Linked DNA regions of Danio rerio: region 1 is linked to region 2. The links are chromatin contacts, called in public HiChIP or PLAC-seq maps. All regions are on one chromosome and are shown on one strand. The core of a region is the stretch at or near the end of the contact, and the rest is flanking DNA. Distances in the headings are between cores, read along the strand shown. Region 1 holds the start of rpl22l1 (ribosomal protein L22-like 1). Region 2 holds the start of mynn (myoneurin).

Evidence for each region. HiChIP or PLAC-seq counts read pairs in DNA pulled down with a chosen protein or histone mark.
Region 1: a contact with region 2 is called in an H3K4me3 HiChIP or PLAC-seq map of gastrula embryo, with 2.3 times the contacts expected there. The contact joins the promoter of rpl22l1 here to the promoter of mynn in region 2. A contact is called at or near these places in 5 of 18 Hi-C or Micro-C datasets (embryo, hematopoietic stem cells and an unstated tissue) and 2 of 4 datasets of contacts at active chromatin or transcription factors (embryo and gastrula embryo).

Annotation. Positions count from the first base shown.
Region 1 is chr24:30,529,926-30,534,805 of GRCz12tu, reverse strand. rpl22l1 (ribosomal protein L22-like 1) reads left to right here and starts at 2,098. Exons shown (of 4, transcript NR_027625.1): 1 at 2,098-2,185; 2 at 2,966-3,070; 3 at 4,347-4,536. It overlaps eif5a (eukaryotic translation initiation factor 5A), which reads left to right. Exons shown (of 5, transcript NM_213185.1): 5 at 1-35.
Region 2 is chr24:30,381,926-30,386,960 of GRCz12tu, reverse strand. mynn (myoneurin) reads right to left here and starts at 3,185. Exons shown (of 9, transcript NM_199768.1): 1 at 3,117-3,185; 2 at 2,605-2,643; 3 at 573-862. The coding sequence starts at 844. It overlaps apodb (apolipoprotein Db), which reads left to right and starts at 4,703. Exons shown (of 5, transcript NM_001037695.1): 1 at 4,703-4,766.

The DNA of each region.
Region 1 (4,880 bases), core at 849-3,348, 150 kb before region 2:
GTCATTGGCAACCTTAAATAAAGTGTTGAAGCCTGTATTTGTCTCCAGGTAGGCTCTTATCAGTGCTGCCCCAGAATGAGCTCAAGCTCTTAAGGACTAAATCTTGATGTGAGTTCAATTCTTCCTTTTGATCACTCGAGGCCTTTGTCACCTGACTTGAGAGAGCAAAAATAAAAACGTAATAGATTACCTTATTTATTTTATGTTGTTTTAATAAAGCGCTTGATCAGTATTAAGAACTTCTAGAAGTATGGTAGAGCTTGTTTTCAAAGCTTTTAACACATGAACAATTTTATCACACGGTCTTTGGAGTAGGGGTGGCTGATCTCTTTTATTTTGTGATCTTTAATGCAGTATTTTTAAGTTGTTCAATCAGTCCTAGACTTGTTCTGGTCTGGATCTATTAGATGATAAATCTCAAAATAGGGATAATCCATTCAGATTGTGATCGTTTTTGTCTGAATGGTCAGCCAGCCCTACAATGGAGAATTTTTGTGTTTCTTTAAATATTACCTATTCTAACGTGTCTGGTGTTTTGGACAATACAGTTTAATAAGGTACAGATGTTCTACTTTAATTAGACGGTGACTTTATGAGGTTATTATACTGGGAGCATCACAATTGTTTAGTAGCACAGTCTGCAATGTTTATATGTTCTCAAATTAAAGGTAAAATATATTAAACATGAATACAAATACATATGTGTATTGTATGGTTTTGAATGATAAATTAACGCATCAAGAACATAAATGTTGAAATGATATGAGATGTAATTTTAGAAAGTCGGCACAGTTACTGGGAAATAAAATGGAAAGATTTGTTGGGATGGACTGCCAAATCCTCTGCATGGGTGGAGCCAAACACTCATTTCCCGATTATGGCCGGCTGCCCAGACAGCGCTGACTGAATGAAAGTATTGCAGTCCATTCTGGGAGGCATGTGGCATTGCAGTACTCAAACTTCATTTAATAACTGGCTCCCATGAGCGCACTCTCTAAAGTCAAAGCATATTACATGTATGATCAGGTCTTTGCATAAATTAAGTCAAGAGGGTTCATTTCAATCTTTGAGCAATTTTGTAGCTGATAGGCATTAAAATTTTATGCAAAGCAAAAGCTCTAAATTTGCAGAGGTCTACAAATATGCCCAAAAACTGGCAAGTCAGGTTGTGGCCATGTGGCTGCTGAGGCCTCACCCAGCTTTGTCCTGGTATGCCTGCAGTGATGTAAGGGTGAGTCATGCTTCCTTACTAGGTAAGCAGATCCCAGATCTGCCTTCTGACTCTGTGTATTTGTAAATGTTCAAATATATGTGCTTGTTAGTCTTCATTGGGGTGATAATCTGATCTGAAGATCTGGTTCAAATTGCCGATACCAAGCATGCAAATTATTGCATGTTGTATGTTGAATTGAAGTAGGTTTGTGTAATCAATATTAGGGAAATACAATCAAAATAAAATCATAAAACATTCAATTGTGAAAGAAAAACTTGGTTGTGGAATATATTTTATATTTAAGAGTCCTTAATCACTTTAAATGTTTAATGTTGCATATAATTATATGATGTTTGATATGAAAATTCAACAAGCAAATTTCGTACATTTTCTTTTAAACTTTTTCATAAAAAAAGTAAGTTAAAACTCAAGGTAATTTTAATTTAAGTATATGTATACAGTTTATATATATATATATATATATCCTCATTTATTTAATTATTATTGGATTAATGCTAATTGGGATGTCTAGGGGGGAAAGGCTATTTAGAAATTAAAATACCGAAATTCTGATAGATCTTTTTAAACGTAGTTGTACCAGAAATCCCACATGGTTTTGCTTTACTGAGTAACTATAAAGATATTTGTTGTAAAACTGGGCTGGTATACAGACGCTAGTATAAGTGGTACCGAACTTATACAATAATACATTTAATTCAATAAGTTATTTCAAATGTACCCACCTGTTTTGTTTAACTGTTAAACCGATCGGAGATCCGCGGTGGTTTACCAAATTCAAAAGAGTCGACTCTAAAGAATGACTCGTTCACAAATTCTTTGCCGCTGATTCGAAGGAAACGCAAGCTTGAATCCTCCCAAACCAGCAGCCAATCAGGTGTGCGAAATGTTGCGAAGGCTCGCGCGAACATACGTCACATCCTCTTTCACGCCAACCTCACCAAGATGGCACCGGTATGTTTCGACCGTGGACCGGTCTTTATATCTAAATGTGGTAAATTTGGTATTTTAGTGTAAATTAAATACCAAATACGATATTTTACGTGTAATGTGTTGTTCAGAGTTACTTTTTCTTAATGAAATTACATGTGATATCATTAGATGGAGTTATAATTGTGAGACACGTGGAAGAGCGTGTAACCCGACCAACTCATTCAAACATGAACGTATTTGGTTAATATTTAAAGACACTCACATCAGTCTTCAGTGTTTTAATTGGTGTTTCTTTGAATTTACATTACATTATAACTTAATTTAGAGTTTTAGTGGAGTAAAAAAATCCACTCATCAAGTGGTACACTTGTAAACTGTTGTACACTGGTAAAGCGTTCAAAATCAAGGACCAAAGGGAACCATGGCTTTATACAGCAGGATTAACTTGTATAGCAAGAAATCATTTTACTTGCTCAAACTTTCACCATCTGGTGTAATGATACATTTTTCATACTATAGTTTTAGGTTATCAAATAAATTCAGCATGCTCCACGTTTGCGGTGTGTTTTTACAAAAAATACCCAAGTATTGTCAGACTTTCAATAAAATGTTTACAATTTATCTAATTAAATATGTATTTTGAGATGTTTAAAACAAAAGCAATATTATTTAGTGATCAACAATTCATCTCTTGTATATTAAAACATGCGTTTTTTTTTGTTTTTTTTTTGGATAGTTTGATCATTTGTTTTATAGCATAATTATTTCAAGATTTATTTGTAATGGTGTATATTTCTTCAGAAAAGGCAGACTGTTGTGAGAAAGAATAAAAAGGGTGCTTGCTGGAAGTTCACCCTGGACTGCACTCACCCTGTGGAGGATGGGATTCTCGATTCTGCAAACTTTGTAAGTTTTATTTTAATAAATGGTAAAAACCGATGACCGATTGGTCTTAATGTCTGGCAATAGGGTATATGCCGAAGCATGCTAATAGGACTTTTAATTTGCCAGTAACCTGGGTTGAGCGCTTTCTGCGAATTGTATGCCAAAGCAAAATCCGGCGCGTTTAAGGTCTGTTTTCTTTAAAAATCTGCGATCTCCACTGGCTGAGTGATATCTGATATAAAGTGGGTCTTAAATTGTACAAGAAGCACTGCATTAAATTACATTTTCCCCCGATATCTTTGAGCATTAATGTTACCCAAGTATATTTAATAAATCTTCTGCGCAAGCCTGCTGATTCTGACAGGTGCGTGCAAGTAAACTGCTTTTTGTCTAGTTTTACACTTGAGCAACTAAATGAATGCCAAAGTTTATTTAACTGAATGTATTTTAATGACATTACAACATCAATGCTGTAAAAGGAACCGTATAAAATGGAAAAAAGTTCACAATAACAGGTCACCGGAAGTTTATCAGTATGGGAAAAACACTAGCTCGGCATATACCCTAGTTTAAATTCCAAGACATTAAGAAGTCATATATCAGTGTGCGAAATATACGTTGAGCAGGGGGTCAACTTTTCAGTAATGTTAGTTTGTGTAAAAAACGCTTAAGTCAATTATATATTTATTTAAATTACATCTAATTTGTTTAAACATATTTAACTTTTCCGTTTTTTTAAGGATTCGTGTATTCTGATCTACAGTATTCTCTGAGTATCTATTTCTGGCATTATTTTAGATCAGACTGTCTAATTTGACTTCACTTTCAGGCTTTATGTAAATAAAGACACCTATTTTATGAGATCTATTACATCTCGTGAACATTCACAATGTCTATCAGTGCTCTAGATCTGCAGTTTCAAACTTGAATAAATTTTTTTCTTGCATAGACTGGCATAATTATGCTTTCACAATGGTATGAACCATTATAGGGGTGGTCAAATGTATGTTCATGTTATTTATTATTTTAATGAATAACATTATGATTTAATAAACCGATCAGACTATTTTTCAGTATTAAAAGGCTGACCCCCTATACATCATGTTTTCATGTCCTTTAAGGGGTTCAATCCCTCCAACCCCGTTTGTAATTAACACCATGATGTATATTGTAGATCTCTTTAGATATTTGGAAGTAATTATATTATTCTAAACCTTTTTTAGCAAACACTAGTTTTTTCATGCATATTATTAGTTTGGTTCAGATAGTTGCATCACTAATGCTGTGTCTTAACTAGGGTTCCCTTCCCTAGTTGAATGCCTAGGGTTCTCTTCCCTAGTGGTCATGCTGTTTTATCACTAACAGGAAACCTTTCTGAAAGAGAAGGTGAAGGTTAATGGCAAAACAGGCAACCTGGGCAATGTAGTGCAAATTGTGCGTCAGAAGAACAAGATCAACGTCACGTCAGAGAAGCAGTTCTCTAAAAGGTGAGATCTGCTCCTTCATTACAGATTAAATTTAGGTCCATCCAATATTTCAGCAGTGCTGGGGCTGGATTCATGAAAATCTTTTTTTTTTTTTTTTTTTAATTTTAGAAGTTTAATTAAAATGAGAAATGTGTGATATTTTAAGTGAGAAACAATAGTTTTATCCATGGGGCTCTTTCAGATTTAAAAGCTGGACATTTTCATTTACTCAGAGCTGTTTTACTACATTGAAGGTGATTTTCTGAAACCCATAATAGCGGCTCTAAGAATTGGGAAGAAAATTAAAACATTTATTAAATTTTTTTGGAATAGAAAATATTCTCTGTGCATTCCAATCAGGATAT
Region 2 (5,035 bases), core at 1,936-4,435:
ATAGAAACAAAATATTCAGTACTGCATTACAATTTAGGGTAAATAGGGAGTATTTTTCCCCACTTTAAGTACTATTGTAATTTATAGTAAATGCTACAGTCTTTTTGAACCATACTAAAGTAAAGTACTTGAATTATTCTGGTGAAGTAATTTTATAGTTCCCATGATAATGCAATAAATGATTCAGTATAGTGTAAATTACACTACTATAGTAAAAAGTAAAGTATACTAAAGTATTTACTACATTTTATCAGTTCACTATAGCTAATATTACAGTACAATATATAAAGGTGAAAGTAAACCTGTGCTAATTAAATAGAATATTTACAAGTGAAGAAAACTACAACACAGTGTCAGATTAATATCCACTAGTAAATATAAATTTTTAAATCTATACTTATACTGTAAAACTATATAATCTGTAAAATAAAAAATAAGTTTCATTATTTTACAAGTTTGCAAATTGATAAAACTACACCAACACATATTGAAATTATATCTTAAAATTATTTTAATGTCTATATAAACATTGTGCACTGTATAACCATGAAGATAAATTTCCCCAAACTCACCTGTCCATATTCAGATCTCCGGTGTAAATGTAAGTCAGTAGTTTTTCAAAGATGGCACTGCTCACGCTCTCAGGGTCCAAAGTTATGGTGGGATCCTCTCTTCCAGCATCAACAGACTGTGTGGAGAAATATTCACTAAAGGCTGCCAGAACATTGTGATGTGCTCGATACTGAGCCTGACCTATGGATACTGTGCAGTCACACAGAAAGCTTCTCTCGCGTTGCCTCTTCAGCTGCTCCAGAAGAAACTCACTGTGAGTGATATGTGGCATGACGTGTAGAGGCAAAACCTGCAATATCAAGAACATCTTAATTAGGGCCAAACAGAATCTGCTGACACTTTTTGCTATTTCTGTGCAGAATTTTGTAAAAAAAAAAGAAAAATCTGCGGATTTATGTGGAATGAGTTTGGGAGTATCAAAACCAAAAACTTAATATACAAAAAAAAAAAAAGTTTTATTTAATGTTTACAAATGCAAATCCAGATAGATCCACTTAATTGATAAACAAAGCAAGTCTCTTATCTAATAGATCTACTAAAAGACAGATACGATTACTCTACAAACTGTATTGTAAAAAAATCATCTCCCAATACAATACCGCATAAATCTGCAGATTTTGTAAAAAATCTGCGGATTTATGCAGAATTATTTTGAGGCTATCATTTAGAGTTTTAAGAAACAGTCCAGGAAACTGGCATTCCTGATGTTTGTAGGAAGAGCATTCCAGAGCATATCAGATCACATATATAATCAGGAGCAAAACCATGAACCGCTTTATACAGTGCATCCACATCCGGAAAGTATTCATAGCGCTTCACTTTTTGTTACAGCCTTATTACAAAATGGATAATATTAATTTATTTGCTCAAAAGTCTACACACAATATCCCATAATGACAATGTGAAAAAATATTTTTTGAAATTGTTGCAAATTTATTAAAAATAAAAAACCTCTCATTTCTCATAGGATGCATTCTCTGTCCTCATTGTCTCCCGGGTCTGTTCTTCCAAGGACACCTGGCAAGACCGGTCTCCACAAGAACACAAGTCTGTTCTCTGTTTCTTGGAATTGAGAAACAGCCAGAATGTACCTGAATACTTATGTACATGTGATTTTTCAGGTTTTTATGATTAATAAATTTGCAACAATTTCAAAAATCTTATTTCACATTGTCATTATGGGGTATTGTGGGTAGAATTTTAAGGAAATAAAGGAATTTATCAATTTAGGAAAAGGCTGTAACATCAAAAAATTGGAAAAAGTTAAGCACTATGAATACTTTCTGGATGCATTGAATATTAAAAATCAAGGTTTTAAAAACGATGCGTGACTTAACGGGAAACCAGTGTAATACAGGGGTAATATGAGAACGAGATGAGGTATGAGTTAACACGCAAGCAGCTGAGTTTTGAATATATTGGAAAATCTTAACAGAATTCGCTGGCAGACCTCCAAATAAAGTAAATATTTGTCCCCAAATATTAGTCAATAATATTACTGAAATTAATTTACAAACTTCCACAAGTCTAAATACATGTGGTTTAGGTGAACTGGGTGAACTAAATTAGTGAATGAGTGTGCATAGATGTTTCCCAGTGACGGGTTGCAGCCAGAAAGGCATCCACTGCAACTTATACATTTGCTGGATAAGTTGGCGGTTCATTCTGCTGTGGCAACCCCTGATGAATAAAGGGACTAAGCCAAAAAGAAAACGAATGAATGAACTTAAAAACTGAATAAATATAAATTTATACAAGTAAATAAAAGGCTCAATGATGGCCTAAAAATCTGCGTGTTTCTGCTTGCGCAGATTCCGTGTGGGCCAACTTATAATGTCTGTAGAAATTAAAAATAAAATCCACCAGATGATATTCAAATGCATTTCGTGTGCAACAGAAAAAAAAACATATAATAAAATTGTATCCACTTGGAAGTGAGTACATTTTACTTTTAAGTGAACTATAGCTTTATAATTATAGCTACAATAATTTTGTAGGCATTAAACAATATTACCAAAAGAATTAACTTACCTCACGTAAATGTCTTATGGTCTAAACAACACCCAAAAACCTGTAAATGAAATGAAACACACATAGATGTTAAAAAAAGAGAGAGAACATACATGTACATCATAATGCTAACGTTATATAAAACCAGCGCTAGTTTCAGACTTGACAATATCAGTTAAGATAAAAGTTCCCGCCCATTGCTCAAAAGTTGCCTGCAATAACGAATTTGCTGACAAACTATCATCGTTAATAGGTTACTCAAAATATTGGAATGATCTCAATAATTCTAGCTGTAAAATGTACATTAAAACCGCCACATGCAGTGAACGGGGAATGAATGCAGAGAGGAATGTTTGTAATTTTGACATGCAAAACAAAGGGCTCTTATTTCGAAAATGCTCGATCCGGTAGAGCGCGAGCTGCAGTTCACATGTTCAGTCTATGCATTACAAACACAACGCCGATAATTAATTAAATAATGGGATTAATCATTATAAAGCAGAATTTGAATTTTGAATAAAAATTCAGGTCTCACGTTATTTCGACAGTAGATTAAAATCGCTTTGCTTTGACGGCCATTTTCGAGCTCTTCAAGGGGATTTGGTCGGTGACGTCACATCCTCCCGTATGAATTCTTTCCGGTGTTTGAAGCAAAAAGCAGGTATGACCGTTAGGTGGAGCCAGAAAGACAGAAAGCAGGGCACATGGATATGCCTAAAAGCTCATGAATTCAAGGAGGTAAATACAGTAATTTTACTTCATTGTCGTCCTAAAATGTTAGTATGCTTATGAATTTGAATATTCATATAACGTTAATATATAATAGCATATAAATGCACACTTGTACAGCTACTCAATTATAATTCAAAAAAATAAAAATAAAAAAGAGAAAAACCTAATTTTACCGATCCTTCAGGCCAATAACATTGCACGACTGTGACAAGTTCACTTTTTATAAACATTCATTTGAGTACTTTATTCTTGTAATTAATTTTTATTCTTGTTACAATATTGAGTCACACTATTTCAAATATTGTTATTACATTAGATTTATTGACACTACATTTAATAAATGAAATAAAAATCTATCTATCTATCTATCTATCTATCTATCTATCTATCTATCTATCTATCTATCTATCTATCTATCTATCTATCTATCTATCTATCTATCTATCTATCTATCTGTCTGTCTTTTTATCCATCCGTCCGTTTGTCTGTCTGTCTATTGTGTCTGTCCATCTTTCTGTCTGTCTATCCATTTATCCATCCATCCATCCATCCATCCATCCATCCATCCATCCATTCATCCATCCATCCATCCATCTATGGTGTCTTTCCATCTGTCTGTCCATCTGTCCGTCCGTCTTTCTGTCTTTTCATCTATCTTATTAAAAAAAATCACGTGCATAAGTAATTTTGGCAAGTGATTGCGCTTGTAAAACTCATGTGGTTTTTCTATAAGTGCTATAATAAGGTAAAACAAAATTAATATAAGAAACTATTTTACACATTTATTTTAATTAAAGTATTTTACAGAATAAACTTATATAAAGTACCTATACAAAAATCTTCTTGAATGGCACAAGAATGATCACATTTATAACACAGAAATAAAACAGCATTTTTAAGGATGAAATGGTGTATGAAAGAACTTTAGTATGGAATCCTGAATCGAAACCAACCATGTCTTCACATATAATTAATCATAAAGTGAATTAAAAAGGCAAGTCTGTAATTGTATTAAGTAATCCAACTTATATAACAATACCCGTAGCTGTTTAGTTATACATCATGTCCTTGTCGTTTGTTTATAATAAGCAAAGGGAGAACTCAAGAATGATGCATTAAGGGTCTGACTTCTGCATGTGGGAATGTCACTGATCATCAGTTTAGTGACTGTGGTCATCTGACCCAAATTAGTATGTGAAATTATGTCACTGTTTTAACACAAAAGGTCTACGCAAAATCGAAAATACCAAATAAACAGATACTGGCTCACTTTGACAGCACACACCTCATCTATGCAGTTCTGCTCCCATGATTCCTATTTACATAATCATCTGCCTCTTGTTACAACACAATCTCAGGTTGTTATTAGTGTGTCCTCCTCCCGTGCCTGCATATGGTCATTGGAGCAGCACACACTCAACACCTTCAGCTCTGCGCTCAATAACACACAGGTATCTATTCACTTTGCATTGATCTTATGTCTGTTTTGTCACGTATTTTTGTCACATATTACCCTTTACTGTAGTGTGATATTTGATCATAATTCTAATAATATTGTATATAATGTGGTGTGCATATTCATAATGTTTAATTTGTGTGTTGTGTAACTGTCTGAAGTTTTTTTTGTCTGCAGATAACTTTACCTATGATTTTATTCTAATTTTTAAATACAATTTAATTCATTTTTAAGAAAAGAATTGCTGTAAATTTAGTTAATAGC